3 separate regions of the Mus musculus genome follow, and regions 1 and 2 are each linked to region 3. The links are chromatin contacts, called in public Hi-C and promoter capture Hi-C maps. All regions are on one chromosome and are shown on one strand. Each heading gives the region's core, a stretch centred on a gene start, on an enhancer-like site or on the middle of the called end of the contact. The rest is flanking DNA. Distances are from core to core; before and after follow the strand shown. Region 1 overlaps Dnmt3a (DNA methyltransferase 3A). Region 2 overlaps Dtnb (dystrobrevin, beta). Region 3 overlaps Dtnb (dystrobrevin, beta).

Region 1 (4,341 bases), core at 1,711-4,210, 84 kb after region 3:
GGTGCTCAGTGGATATTTTCCCTGTTGCCTGGCCTGAGAGTGAGGGTTGAGATCCAGCCTACTATGCATTCGGTCCAGAAGTAGGTGAAGCAAGTAGCTTGTGGTGACAGGATGGAGGTCCTGGCAGGCAAAACTAGTTCTTGCTTTGCTTTGTTTTGTTTTGTTTGTTTTGTTTTTCAAGACAGGTTTTCTCTGTGTAGCCCTGGCTGTCCTGGAACTCACTCTGTAGACCAGGCTGGCCTCAAACTCAGAAATCCACCTGCCTCTGCCTCCCAAGTGCTGGGATTAAAGGTGTGCGCCACCACCGCCCAGCAGCAAAATTATTTCAAATCCTTTAACATTTATGAAGCACCTGCTCTATGCAAGTTCCTATGATCTGTAGGGGATCCCAAAAGGGACACTAAGGCATGGCTCCTGTCTCCAGAGAAGTGGTGGCCTTTGGCTAGGAGGGATAATTTCTTTCTATCAGTAATTATCCTGTGAAGCCAGTGACTGTTTGCTGACTACTGTCAGTTTCTGAAATGAAGGGCTGATGAGCTTTCAGGGGTGAGTCTGGAGGTGCCTCTAGCAGTTCTTGTCATTCACAGGACCTCAGCCTCTGTCCGTTGCCATGGAGCAAGAACCACCTCTAAGGGGTGAGGCATGTCTGCATGTGAACGTGTGTATGCCTTGTACAGGTCTGTGGTGCCCTGCTAGGGCTTCTCAAGCAAGGTGCTCAGGCAGCCCAGGGCAGGGCTTTGCCTCCTGCAGAAGACAATTCCGTGGCCACAGACAGTTCCTGGGAGGTCAGCCAGCTGGCAAAGGCTGCATGCTTATTGTCCTGGGAGGCCTGGGCAAGTAGCTGGCTAGATCTGGCAAGTTCATCCCCTTGACTCAAACACCAACTTGAGGCATCTGTTCAGATTCTGGGTCAGTGGCTTCTGCTCTCAGCACTAACGGGAGCATGGATGTCTCTCTGTTTCTGGGGAAGGGCTTCTTTTGGGGGACAAGAGCCTATGCCTAGGCCCAGAGAGGCAAGTGTGTGTGGGTGTGTTTGCATGTCAGTGAATAAGGTGTGCATTCAGTATGCACTACTGTGTTTTCACTGTGTGTGCATAGAACATGGCATAGGCAGATATAGAGGCTTAAAAGACCCGCAGGCTGGAAATGAGAAGCTGGGACTGTTGATTCTTAAGGCTTCGCCTTTGCCTTCTGCAAATCTCAGAATCGCTCTGAGCTTCACTTTACCACCTGTGTGATGGGAGAACATGACACCTACTGTGGTTTCTGTCAATCATAAACATAAAATGAAGAGCAGGCTTGTAACCCCAGCACTCGGGAGATAGAGGAGAGAGGATCAGAAGTCCAAGCCTGTCTCAGCTGCCTGTCGGGTTCCAGGCTGGCTCAGGCACTTGGGAGCCTGTTTCAAAACCCAACAACAAAAAAGCATATGTGGAAATCCTTTGCTGATTTTGCTGTATTGTACAAATGTGAGCAATTATTGGCATAGCCCAGCTTGTCAGAAGGCAAAGATGTGTGTGACTTAAAATAATCCATCCAGTGAGCTGTGCTAAAATGTAGGTCAAATCATAGCCTCAGAATTTTAGAGTGAGGCTGGTGGGAACCACTTAACCTAACAGCCCACCCTAGCTGAAGGTTCCCCAAAGCTGTAAAGACTTCCAGAAAAGGAAAGTGACAATTCCATTTAAGGTGTAGATGATCTGTTTAAGGTTGGGGGTTGAGCAGATCCCTGACACTTGAGACGTGCAGCCTGGAGGACCACAAACTCATGGACACTCTGAGTTATACAGTGAGAGCCTCCCTCAACACACAATGCAAAACAAAACAGGTGTGCTGGCTCATGCCTATTAGCGCACTGAGGAGGGAGACTATTGTACTTTGAGGCCAGCTTAGGCTACATAATAAGTTTTAGACCAGGCTGGGCTCAACCTGTTTGTGACTGTGGAGACATAGAGATCTATGTGCCTTTGTGCCCTGTGCGCTGTAGGTTTGTATGTGAGTCTCTTTTGTGCATGTGGACTCTATTCTTTTTTGTTTGTTTGTTTGTTTCGAGACAGGGTTTCTCTGTGTAGCCCTGGCTGTCCTGGAACTCACTCTGTAGACCAGGCTGACCTCAAACTCAGAAATCCGCCTGCCTCTGCCTCCCGAGTGCTGGGATTAAAGGCATGCGCCACCACGCCTGGCGTGGACTCTACTCTTTACTGAGTATCTGCTATGTGACTGTCACTCATCTAAGGGTTGCCCAGTATCTGTCAGGCTAGGCTTTTTTTTCCTTTTCTTTTCTCTTCTTTTCTTTTCTTCTCTTCTCTTTTCTTTTCTTTTCTTTTCTTTTCTTTTCTTTTCTGTTGTTGGTTTTTAGAACAGAAACTCAAGTACTCTAGGCTGGCCTAGAAATTCTGACCCTCCTGCCTTCACCTCTCGAGAAGTCCCTGCTGGCCAAGCACATTAGTGCACCGGCACTGGGAGGCAGGAGGATTGCAAGTCTGAGGTCAGCCTCAAATTCATGGGGAGACTCTGCCTCCAAAATGAAAAACAGCAGCTCTGGTTACTCGATTCAAAGAGCTCATAGCATTGCAGGGGTGGGTGGCTGTCAGGACCTATCCGTTCAGTCTAGGTAGGGAAAGCAAGCCCGGGAAGCCTTCAGGGAAGGTGGGTTAGGCAGGAGGAGTAGCTGTGCCTGGGGAAGCAGCTGCTTTTGCACCCGCTGCCTATGTTGGGGCCCTGGGATAGAAAGGAAACACAGGCAGTTCAGCAAGAGCCCAGGGACCTTTACAAAGACTAGGAGTTGGGCTTGATCCTCCAGGTCCCTGGGGTCCCCCTCAGAGAGGGTTAAAGCTCTGTAGAATGACATAGTCCACCTTGCAATTTGGAAAAGTCTGCCGCCCCAGCATCCACATAGCTCACCATAGCAACGGCGGTAGCCAGATGTTGGGATCTGTCTGCTTGTGAGTGATGGCTGCACATGGAGGAGAGAGAGCTGGGATTTGCTGGAGGCCAGGAGGGGGCCTCTGCTGGCGGGCTGGGAATGCTGGCCCCTGTGAAACATTCTAGTATGGAGGCAGGAGGAAGTAAGCCGTTCCCCAGTGACTGTCACTGTTCCCAGCTTCCTCTATCGCCTTACTTAGTTCTCAAGCTCCAGCTGTGGAGCAAGCATGATTTCCATCTTATGGATAAGGAATGCAGGCTGCAGAGAGGCTAAGTTCAAGGTGACTAGTAAACAGTGTAAGTTCCTGCTCAGCCCAGCCCTGCTCTTTGCAAAACCCGTCTATAATTTCTGCCCCCCCCCACTCCTGCTACAGTTCTTGAGGGGCTAATTGAGACTCCTCCCTCTCCCCCCCTCATCTCCCCCTCCCACTCCGTCTCCCCCTCTCCCCCCCTCATCTCCCCTTCCCTTTTGTCTCCCCCTCCCCTCGGATGAGGAGGCCAATCTGGGCTCAAATCTGTTCCCACTAAATGTGCTGCTGTTTCCAGCTGCTCCGGTTACTACAGCACAGGTTCTTGCATTTCAGTATTAGCTGACATTCGACGACATCGGTGCTGCTTGCAGATTTGAGAAGCATAGCCCACATTCCTTTGCTTAACCCGTCTTAGGCACTGACAGGCCCCTGACAGATGCAAGAATAAACCTCTTGATAGACCTTCCTGGAGTCACTGAGGGCATGGCCCAGACCATCTGTCCACCCAATCAGTGTATCAGTTCCCTGCCCAGTGGTACGAACAGCCCACAGGCAGGCTCAGAGCAGAAAGCATACCCTCCATTTTAGAATGCTATATTGATAACTTGCTTTCCACAAAGCTGTACTGAGCTTCATGGGAAGGTGGGAGCCAAACCTAGATATGGGTCCAGCAGAGTAGGAGGTCTGTTCTGTGCACATCGTGCTTCCTGCTGGGATTGGGGCCCAGGCCTGGTGCTCTTCAAGTGCTGGTAAGGTGGCTGCTTCCTCCTAGGCTGGACTAGTTTGGATTGAAGCCAGCAGGGACAAAGTGTGCTGACTGTGTGTAGCATGCCTGGATAGCTTGTATGAGGTAAAGCACGTGAGCAGCACATGGAGGGACCATGTGACATAGGGTTTTCACACGGAGGGACCACGTGGCATACGGTTTGCTGTTAAAGACCCTAGAGGCCTTTCCCATGGGGTCATGAGAACAGGTGTTTGTCTGTACCAGAAGGTCAAGTGTCTTTGGTTTGGTTTGATTTCTGATTTTGCTTGTTTTTGTAGTAGCCAAAGATGGTTTTGAACTCTCCAAAAGGCAAGGATAACCTTAAATGTATAACCTTCCACATCTGCCTCTCCAGTTCAGGCATTGCAGGCATAGATTGCCATACCTGGCGTATGCAGC
Region 2 (4,097 bases), core at 80-2,579, 88 kb before region 3:
TGAACATTGCCCAACTCTGCTGTGGTGTTTGGCAGCACTGTTTATCCTTAAACCCATTTACAGCTGCAGAAGTGCTGAGTTTGAAAGCAGAACATCTGCAATAGACCCAGCTGTTTCAAAAGATGGTGCTTATCAAAGACGGGAATGGTGTGTCATTTATAAACAATATAGCACCTCCCTACCAACCAAGGAAGGAGATGGCAAGGCCTGCCGGGAAGTGGAGCCCACACCAAGTGTCCTTCAAGTGAGCAATTTCCTCTGGCTGTCATCACTCGCCCCCAGCCCTTTCTTCAGTGTTGGAGCCTCTTTGATCCTTACAGGTGGCCTCCAGAGCTGCACTGGAGAGTGCATACCCTGCTGCCATGTGTGGGAACACCCGCATTCCCTCACGACCCAGCCATGTGAATTGTTCCATTGTCTCCGCATTTTCTGCAGTCCACCAGCAATCGCTGTCTGCTCCGGGCTTTCGAACATCCGTACACACGGATTTAGGGAAGCTTCTCAAGTAAATTAGTAGTGGAGTGTTATCTATGTAATTTCCTTTAAATGTCCAATTAGTCATCTGTTCATCTTCATTTAGTATCTACTTATAAAAACACTGACATGTCATTTTTTTATGAGACCCTGCCTCACCTTCAGTAGAGAGGATACTGTTTCCTCCAGTGTTCTCTCCAGAGCTTGTTTCTGTCCTTGCTTCTCCATGAAAGCTTTGCTGTAGTTCCAGGTTTTAGATGCCCGACACTGGTAGATTTTCCAGTTCTTAGTTCCAGGTCATGCTCCCTATGTAAGCTCTGATGCCTCTATTAACTGACTTTATGGGCATTTCCATTTCAAAGTCTTACCTGCTTTTCCATTCATAAACACTTCTAATAATTTTTCCATTAATATTTGTGGACTTGTAGGATGTAATTACGCTCACTTCTAGAAAGCAATGGCCTAATCTCTTTCAGATAGTTACATATCTACTTAACCTTTTCTGAAAAGGATCCTTAGGATTACGCATTAATTATGCAAAGTACTAAGTCCTACCCCTGGGGACCCTCACTTAGAGGCTCTGGGTTGAGGCCAAGGACTCTTTTGTTTATTTTTTCAAACAAGTGCTCAGAAATTTCTTATATTTAGACATGTGTGGTAAATACTGTGTCAGAGCAGTGGTAACCAGTAGAGATGGTCTCACCATCTGACTTTTGGTGTACTGTGTATGATGTCACTCAACTGCTGGATTTGTCCCTATTAGACATATTACGGTTTTGTGGCAGCCTGAGATAGCCAGACAGTGGGCAGCTGCTGGCAGAGAGTCTTGTGCTCTGCACTTGGTTCCTTACTGCTGGGGGTACAGGATCAGGCAGAGACGCATGCAGACCTTCCTCACTTTCTGACCTCACTGCTGCTTGTGGTCTGCCGCTTCCCTTTCAGTTTGTTAGCCCCTAAAGCCCTGGTTGCACTTGGCCTCATTTTTCTACCATGCGATCTGTGAGTGCATGTGAGAGCAGGCAGCTTTCTGTTCAGTGTTGGCCAGAAGCACCTTCCAAAACAAGCTTACCTCACAGTGGGATACTTTGAAAGATTTTACAGTTATGTCTTCAGTCTGGGAGTTTGATTTCTTTTGCTCTCTGTCAGCAGTACGACAGTATGAAACTTTGAAGTTGCCTGGCATACTGTGTTTTCTTACTTTTATGTTTTTGAATCTCGTGTCCTAGCTACCCATCCTCCCAGCTTAGCTTTGCTAAATTCTCTGTGTTCTATTGCCTAGACTGATGGTCATCCCCTTCACGGTTTGTCTGCAGCACACAGAATAACTTCAAAGTGTGTATCACACTATTAGAATAATTTCTTATTGTCTGTTAGTCTGTCCATATATCCTGTCAGGGCACTAGTCTTTAGTATGTTACAGTATCAGCCTTGACAAACCAATGAGCTGGTACACTGCTCCAGTGCTGATTAAAAAACATCAGGAAAGCTAGAGTTTCTCACTTGTTCCAGTTTTAAATGATTTATGGCCATTAAAACGTTCATGCTATGTCTAACCCACTTGCAGAAGAATGCAAGAGATGTGGAACAGCCAGGGTTGGCAACGGATAGAAAAGAGGAGTTTTCAGGATTCTGGTATAGGGTGTAAATTGTTAGGTCTGAAGGACACATCTTAAAATATGTATGACCTTGGACCTAGCAACTTTCCATATAGGAGTTCTCCTAAAACCATATCTGCACCAAACACACTAGGAGTTTTGAACGAGGATGCTATCAGCATAATATATAGTAGCTAGAAGAAGGGATTAAAAATATCAATTAGTAGTGAAGTGGTTAAGATAACTATGGGGGATAGAGAGCAAGTTCATCATTAGGACTGGATGCTCTTTCAAAGGACCCTGGTTTGATTCCCAGCACTCACGTAGCCATTTACAACCATCTACAACTCTAGTCCCAGGGGATTTAATGCACCAGGCATATATGTGGTGCACATGCAGGCAAAACACACACATAAAAATAATTTCTTAAAAAATTTTTACTAGCTGGGTGTGGTGTACACACCTTTAGTCCCAGCACTCGGGAGGCAGAGGCAGGCGGATTTCTGAGTTGGAGGCCAGCCTGGTCTACAGAGTGAGTTCCAGGACAGCCAGGGCTACACAGAGAAACCCTGTCTCTAAAAACCAAATAAATAAATTAATTAATTAAATGTTTGAGATTTATTTAAAAAAATTTTTCACTGTGATATGTAATCAACTGTAGTATCTTCTGTGGTAGTCTGTCAGGGAACTAGCTTTCTGTGTTCGGCTATGAGAAGTGGTATGTAATCTATAGCATACGCAGGTGTTTGTGTGTGGCGAGCTAGGTATTAAACCAAGTTCTTAGTGCCTTCTAGACAAGCTCTGACACTGAGGCGCACCTTTTACCCTGACTTGTCGGGGGCCAGCAGCAGTGGCCAAGTCCTACAGAGGAGAGGGAGGAGCAAGTCAGGCACAGGGCCAGAGGCGTCTTGCAGCCTGACTGACTAGTAGTAGATGCAACACGTGGAAACCAAGACCAGAAGTGGAAGACTGCACAACAGCAATTGCATCGCCCGGCTCAGCTTTGCTGGATCTTGGTCAAGCAGCTGTGCTGGCTTTGCAACTTTCTCCATTCCCATCAGAGACGGCCATGTTGAGATTCCAAGCTTGTGTTATCCTACTGGTTATTTTCAGTGCCATCTAGAATTCAATTTTGTGATATTCCAGATCTTGCTTGTTCCCTTGTTCCCTTGCTAATGGACATTTAACCTGTTCCTAGTTTTGTCTTTCCCAAATATAGCTTTAGTGGTTCTTTTTTATCTTCTTCTGTGGTATGGAACGTTATCTAGGGAATGCACTTAGGACTGGGCTCCCTGTGCATTTTCTGTTGTAAAATTGTGTAATCTGATAAGGCTTTACTTTGTACCCCTGTTGCATATAGACTTTGCTATTGGTTTGCATCCTCATTTATAAATGACATAATACTTTTGTTGTGTCTTGTGTGAACTCATGCACATGCATGTGGAGGCCAGAGAGAGGTACATCATGTATCCTGTTATATCATTCTCTCTGTCCTTTTTCCCTTGAACGTGCCTCTCACTGAGCTTGGAGCCCACTGATAGATGCCCCCTCCTAGGATGGCTGGCCAGTGGCTCCAGTGATTTTCCTGTGTTCTTCCTTCCCTGACCTGCTCCCTCATTGAACCCAGAGCCCCACGTTTGCACATCAAGCTCTACTTACCCACTTATCCAGCTATTCATCCTCCTAATACAGTACCTGAAATTCTCATATAAAGCAACACAAGTTAACAAATGAGAATATGAACTATCAGTTAAATTACACCAAGGGATGTTCCTCCCTTGGAGGGCCCCCTCCTTTAGGAATTCTTTCCTTTTCCTTAATAAATCTGCATTCTCTTTGCTTTAAAAAAAATTCACAGAGAAAAGCAATTCTGTCTGTGAATTCAAACGGTTGTGTCATCGGGTACTGTAATACTGGGGGTAGCGATTACCTGCTGTGTGCTGTGGAATGCCAGCCTCCACTCAGGATCATTGCAGGGATCATTTCAGCTTCTCGTTCATGTCACATTGATGTGACAACTCAATTAGG
Region 3 (4,449 bases), core at 1,143-3,642:
TGAAAATTCTTTCCTCTTCCTTAAGTTTGATCATTTGCAATAATGGCTTGCACAACTAACAGAACCTCTTCTTTGTTGTTAGGATGCAAATGTACAGATAGATAAAGAGGTACATACTTCAAGGTCTAGAAGGTCCCAGTACAGGAGTTTTCCCCCTGTACTGTGGACACTGCCCCCCCCCCCTGGCATGTAGGTGTTCACTAACCCCTTCATTCAAGATGGTTAGCTTCGTCTCTATTCATGTTCCTCAGAGGTCTGTAGAGGGCACCAAGGTCTAACACTGAATCATGCTGTGGGCTTTCTGGCAAACAAACAGCTCCTTCCTGAAAGCAGCCTTAGCGTACATATGCTCTTTTTTTTTTTTTTTTTTTTTTTTAAGATTTATTTATTTATTTTAGGTAAGTACACTGTAGCTGTCTTTTCAGACACCCCAGAAGAGGGCATCAGATCTCATTCCGGATGGTTGTGAGCCACCATGTGGTTGCTGGGATTTGAACTCAGGACCTTCGGAAGAGCAGTCAGTGCTCTTAACTGCTGAGCCATCTCAACAGCCCCCACATATACTCTTAACTTTCTAGTGAGTCTAAAGATTTTTAGAAGCTTTTGTGACTGAACCTAGGATAGAAGACCAAATTCATACTTGTTATATCACAATATTATAGTTATTTTAACTTTGCAAGAACTTGAGAACAGTGGATAGTAGTACTGTTACTTTAAAATGTTTGATGCTAGAGGTCAGAGGTATTGCCATCCTTAGCATATATGATATAGTGCCTTGTACTCCATCCCAAGCACTGAAAATAAGTGAATAAATAGATAAGCACACCTTATTGAGGCCTTGCCTTCAGCCCCAGCCACTCTCTCAGCACCTTGAGTGACCTTACCTAGCAATCCTTCTGTCTCTCTTCCCTCATTCTCTTTTCTTCTCTTTCCTCATGGCTTCTTCAGATCAGACTGCTCACTCACCCCGTAGTTTAAGAAGCTCATTCCACTAGACTGGCTGATTTAGGGTTAATCATGACCCAACCATCATGAGTCTGTAATTAAAGGACCTTGCCAGCTCTCTTTACTGTTGTGTTTCCAGTCTCTAACCCAGCCTGCTGCACTGCAGATACTCAATAAATATTTGCTGAGGGAAAACCACCATTAGCAAGAAGACTGCACAAGTTAATCATTGTATTAATTGTGAGGAACATAACCAGTTCACGTGCCTGTAGCAGCAATTCTGGTCCAGCTACTCTCAAGAAATAGGCAGATCCATTCAGGAGACTGAGTTGTGACGAAGAAATCCTCTTTACAAGGAGTCAGAAAAACAAATTTCAGCTCTGTGTGGTGGCACACACTTTTAATCCCTGCAATGAGGAGGCAGAGGTGGTGAATCTCTGTGATTTAGAGGCCAGCCTGGTCTACAGAGCAAGTTCCAGGACACCCAGGACAATATAGACTCTTTCTATAAATAGATAGGTGAATAGATAGATAGATGGATGGACGGACGGACGGGCGGGCGGGCGGACAGACAGACAGACAGACAGCAATGACTATGTTCATCTGGATACAGTCCAGATCACTCCAGATCTGGAAGGACTAAACATCCCAGCTCCCTTAGGAGACATCTCAGATGTGTATTTCCCCCCAGTATAACATATCATATCACTTCTGGATATATGGATCTATCTCTCTCTCTCTCTCTCTCTCTCTCTCTCTCTCTCTCTCTCTCTCTCTCTCTCTCTCTGGCCTTGAACTCAGAAATCTGCCTGCCTCTGCCTCTCTGCCTCTCTGCCTCTCTGCCTCTGCCTCTCTGCCTCTGCCTCTCTGCCTCTGCCTCCCAAGTGCTGGGATTAAAGGCATGCGCCACCACCACCCGGCACTTCTGGATCTCTTAAGGCTCAATTAAAATTAAGCTGTCCATGTATGTGTCCATGGCCTGGGGTCCAGCTTTCCATGAAGGATTTCTATGCTCCTCTCATACAGCTCCCATGTTTCTCACCCCATAACAGAAGCCTGGATCGACTTCCAACACAGCCAGGAGTTACATTGACTCTGACTCGCAATGCTCTGCCACATATATCAGAGTCTGTTTAATGCTCAGTCTGTTAGAGCATTCAAAAGAAACGAACACAAATTCCATTCTCAAATAGTAGGGACATAATTTTCTGGTTAGTAGGAATGTAACTTCTTGGTTGGCACAATGCCTTAAATATGGAAATAGAAGTCAGATCATTGTCATCCTGAGCCTCAGTTACACTCCTGCCTCCTAAGTCTGCAAAACCTTGGCTTTTGGTGAGTGGATGAATTGATGTACTTCAAGGTAACCCCACAGCCTTTGCCCTGGGCCTCAGTCTCTGCACGCACAGCTGTCGGCTGGATCCAGTGGCCTGCAGATGGCGTGTGGACGTCTACCCAGAGTGCATGTTTATCCCTCTTGCTCCTATGCTCCCTGCAGGGCCCCAGCAGTTCCTTGTTTTGGTTTTGGTTTCATTTTGTAAAAAGAGGAAATATAATTATGTTCTCATAGAGCTCTGTGAACACTGGCAGGAAGTTTTTAGTGAGAATGATTAGAAAGGAGAAATAATTCTTGGATCTGAGGGGTATGCCTCTGTTTTGATCATTCCATAAAAGACAAGCTAAGAGGCTTTCTTCTATCTTATTTCCATCATATACTGTATTTCTGTATTTTGCTTTCCTGACTGTAATGTGTATATGATATGAAAACTGTTCCCCATGTTCCCTAGGAAACTCACACACACTAGACTAGAGAAATCCTCCCGAACACACACTCTTTCCAGAATGCTACCTACTATCCAGATATCATTAAAAAACAAAAACAAAAAAACAGCCAAAGACAAGACAGAGTAAGCCATGGATTCTAGATTTAGAACCCCAGAATCTGGGAAAATAAATGTCCCTGCCAAGAAAACAGTGGAAAGAGATTATTCTGGGTTAGGTGTGGTCTTGGCTGTAATATTCTTGGCCATGTTACAGAGAAATACCTTCTAGATACCTAGAACTGTGCAGCTAAAACTCCAGCTGATCTAGCCAGGCAGATATGGGTTGGAATCACCACTGGCTCAGAGGTGCTGAGCACCATACTCTCTGCTCCTCTAGAAGAGGGGCCTGTGCTCTCAGACACAGAGCCATCTCTTCAGCTCCAGGAGGAGTGTTACTGAACAAGGTATTATCATAGAAGTGGAATTTCAGTTCGCCTTGTTGCATTCTAGACTATCACTGATTGGTAGGTTTGAGCTCTCACCCTCTTACTGACCTAGCCTTACCTTTTTAACCACGTCCTCCAGGTCCTATCTAGTCTTGTTTCTTATGTGCAACCTGAGTATTTGGTACTGTCCATGAGACACTTTTCTCTTAGTGAGGTTTCTGACCATTTATCTGAGAATTGGTTTTGGGGACCCAATGGAGAGACCATCTTACATAGGGGTAGCCAACCCAGGAAAAGACTGGAGAATTCTAGTCTTAGAATGTATGAACTTTCTTAACTAAGATTTTATATATCAACTTTCTTTTTGTTCTTTGAGTTTATTGTAAGTCATAGTACGTTGTGCTTCGTTCCAGAAATTCAATATGCTTTCTTCTTTGCACCAAGAAAAATAAACACCTTGCCTTCTACCCTTTTGAGTCCAGAAGTTCGTCTTAGCTTCTATATAACAGTGATTCAGGTAGAGACAAAATCATGATTGAAAGCCAAATGCACACTACTACCCCCTCCCAATACTGTTGATTCACTTAGAGAATCTTGGCAATCCTAGAAGACCGCATAGGTCTCTGCAGTGAGACAGGTTATATATGGGTCCTGAGTTTCCCATCATGGTGTAGAAACAAACAGATGCCAGTTCTCTGCAGAGGGACCATATGCAGACCTGTTGGGGGCCTTATCCTTCCACCAGATACACAATAGAGAAATACATATTCTTGGAGCAGTGCAACATCATAGAAAGTCTCAGTACTCTATGGGGTATCTGGAAACCAGGTTTGTCTTTTAAAGGTCATGATGGCCTGTTTTTGTAAATGGGTGCTTGCTGAGGCAGGATGTTCCAGTGCCTCCTTCCCTTGCTTCAGTTCAGCCCAGACGGGATATATCCAGCTGCCTTTGGATGCTGGTCTTTTCTCTCCCTGCTCCCTTGTTATGCATGCACTGTGGCTCCCATGCCCAGTCCTGACTCCCAGCAGTTGATGAGGTAGTTATTTTCTCATCCTGCGGCAGGGCTGATGCGGTGGAGACAGCCCACCCTCTCTCCACAGTGCACAGTGCCAGCAGCAGCTCAGAATGGTGTGTGATGCTTTTACCTCTTCTCTGAGGGGAGATGTCCTGGGCCCAATCTTTATCTGCCCCCATCTCCATTCAGCTGCAGCTGCAGTGCCTGAACTTCAGACTTATAGCTCCTTTCTCCCTGGATTTTGTTTTTGTTTTTCTGACAAGGCACCTGACAACCAGCA

Evidence for each region. Promoter capture Hi-C pulls out the DNA fragments that hold promoters and counts their contacts. Hi-C and Micro-C count contacts between places; a contact is called where the count stands out from the background.
Region 1: a contact with region 3 is called in a Hi-C map of bone marrow-derived macrophages, with 46 read pairs. The contact joins two enhancer-like sites. A contact is called at or near these places in 6 of 39 promoter capture datasets (the HPC-7 cell line, cranial neural crest, embryonic stem cells and 2 more), 1 of 15 datasets of contacts at CTCF or cohesin (CD8 T cells), 8 of 484 Hi-C or Micro-C datasets (LSK cells, Th1 cells, bone marrow-derived macrophages and 3 more), 7 of 115 datasets of contacts at active chromatin or transcription factors (CD8 T cells, bone marrow-derived macrophages, effector CD8 T cells and 4 more) and 3 of 9 other capture datasets (adipose tissue, liver and pancreatic islet).
Region 2: a contact with region 3 is called in a promoter capture Hi-C map of the HPC-7 cell line, with 2.2 times the contacts expected there. The contact joins two enhancer-like sites. A contact is called at or near these places in 3 of 39 promoter capture datasets (the C10 cell line, the HPC-7 cell line and epiblast stem cells), 7 of 484 Hi-C or Micro-C datasets (the G1E-ER4 cell line, the HPC-7 cell line, conventional type 1 dendritic cells and 4 more), 5 of 115 datasets of contacts at active chromatin or transcription factors (embryonic stem cells, epiblast stem cells, memory CD8 T cells and 1 more) and 2 of 9 other capture datasets (adipose tissue and pancreatic islet).

What each region holds. Positions count from the first base shown.
Region 1 is chr12:3,840,536-3,844,876 of GRCm38.p6, forward strand. All of the region lies in intron 2 of Dnmt3a (DNA methyltransferase 3A), which reads left to right. Among named protein-coding and RNA genes, the nearest start is that of Dnmt3aos, 20 kb to the right of the region's middle. Within about 2 kb of position 2,961, at least 26 of the 459 cell types and tissues checked have an H3K27ac peak or open chromatin away from gene starts, as enhancers often do. A contact at or near this core is called in bone marrow-derived macrophages, where this site is marked.
Region 2 is chr12:3,669,987-3,674,083 of GRCm38.p6, forward strand. All of the region lies in intron 8 of Dtnb (dystrobrevin, beta), which reads left to right. Among named protein-coding and RNA genes, the nearest start is that of Dtnb, 100 kb to the left of the region's middle. Within about 2 kb of position 1,330, at least 43 of the 459 cell types and tissues checked have an H3K27ac peak or open chromatin away from gene starts, as enhancers often do. A contact at or near this core is called in the HPC-7 cell line and memory CD8 T cells, where this site is marked.
Region 3 is chr12:3,757,214-3,761,662 of GRCm38.p6, forward strand. All of the region lies in intron 15 of Dtnb (dystrobrevin, beta), which reads left to right. Among named protein-coding and RNA genes, the nearest start is that of Dnmt3a, 48 kb to the right of the region's middle. Within about 2 kb of position 2,393, at least 112 of the 459 cell types and tissues checked have an H3K27ac peak or open chromatin away from gene starts, as enhancers often do. A contact at or near this core is called in the HPC-7 cell line, bone marrow-derived macrophages and memory CD8 T cells, where this site is marked.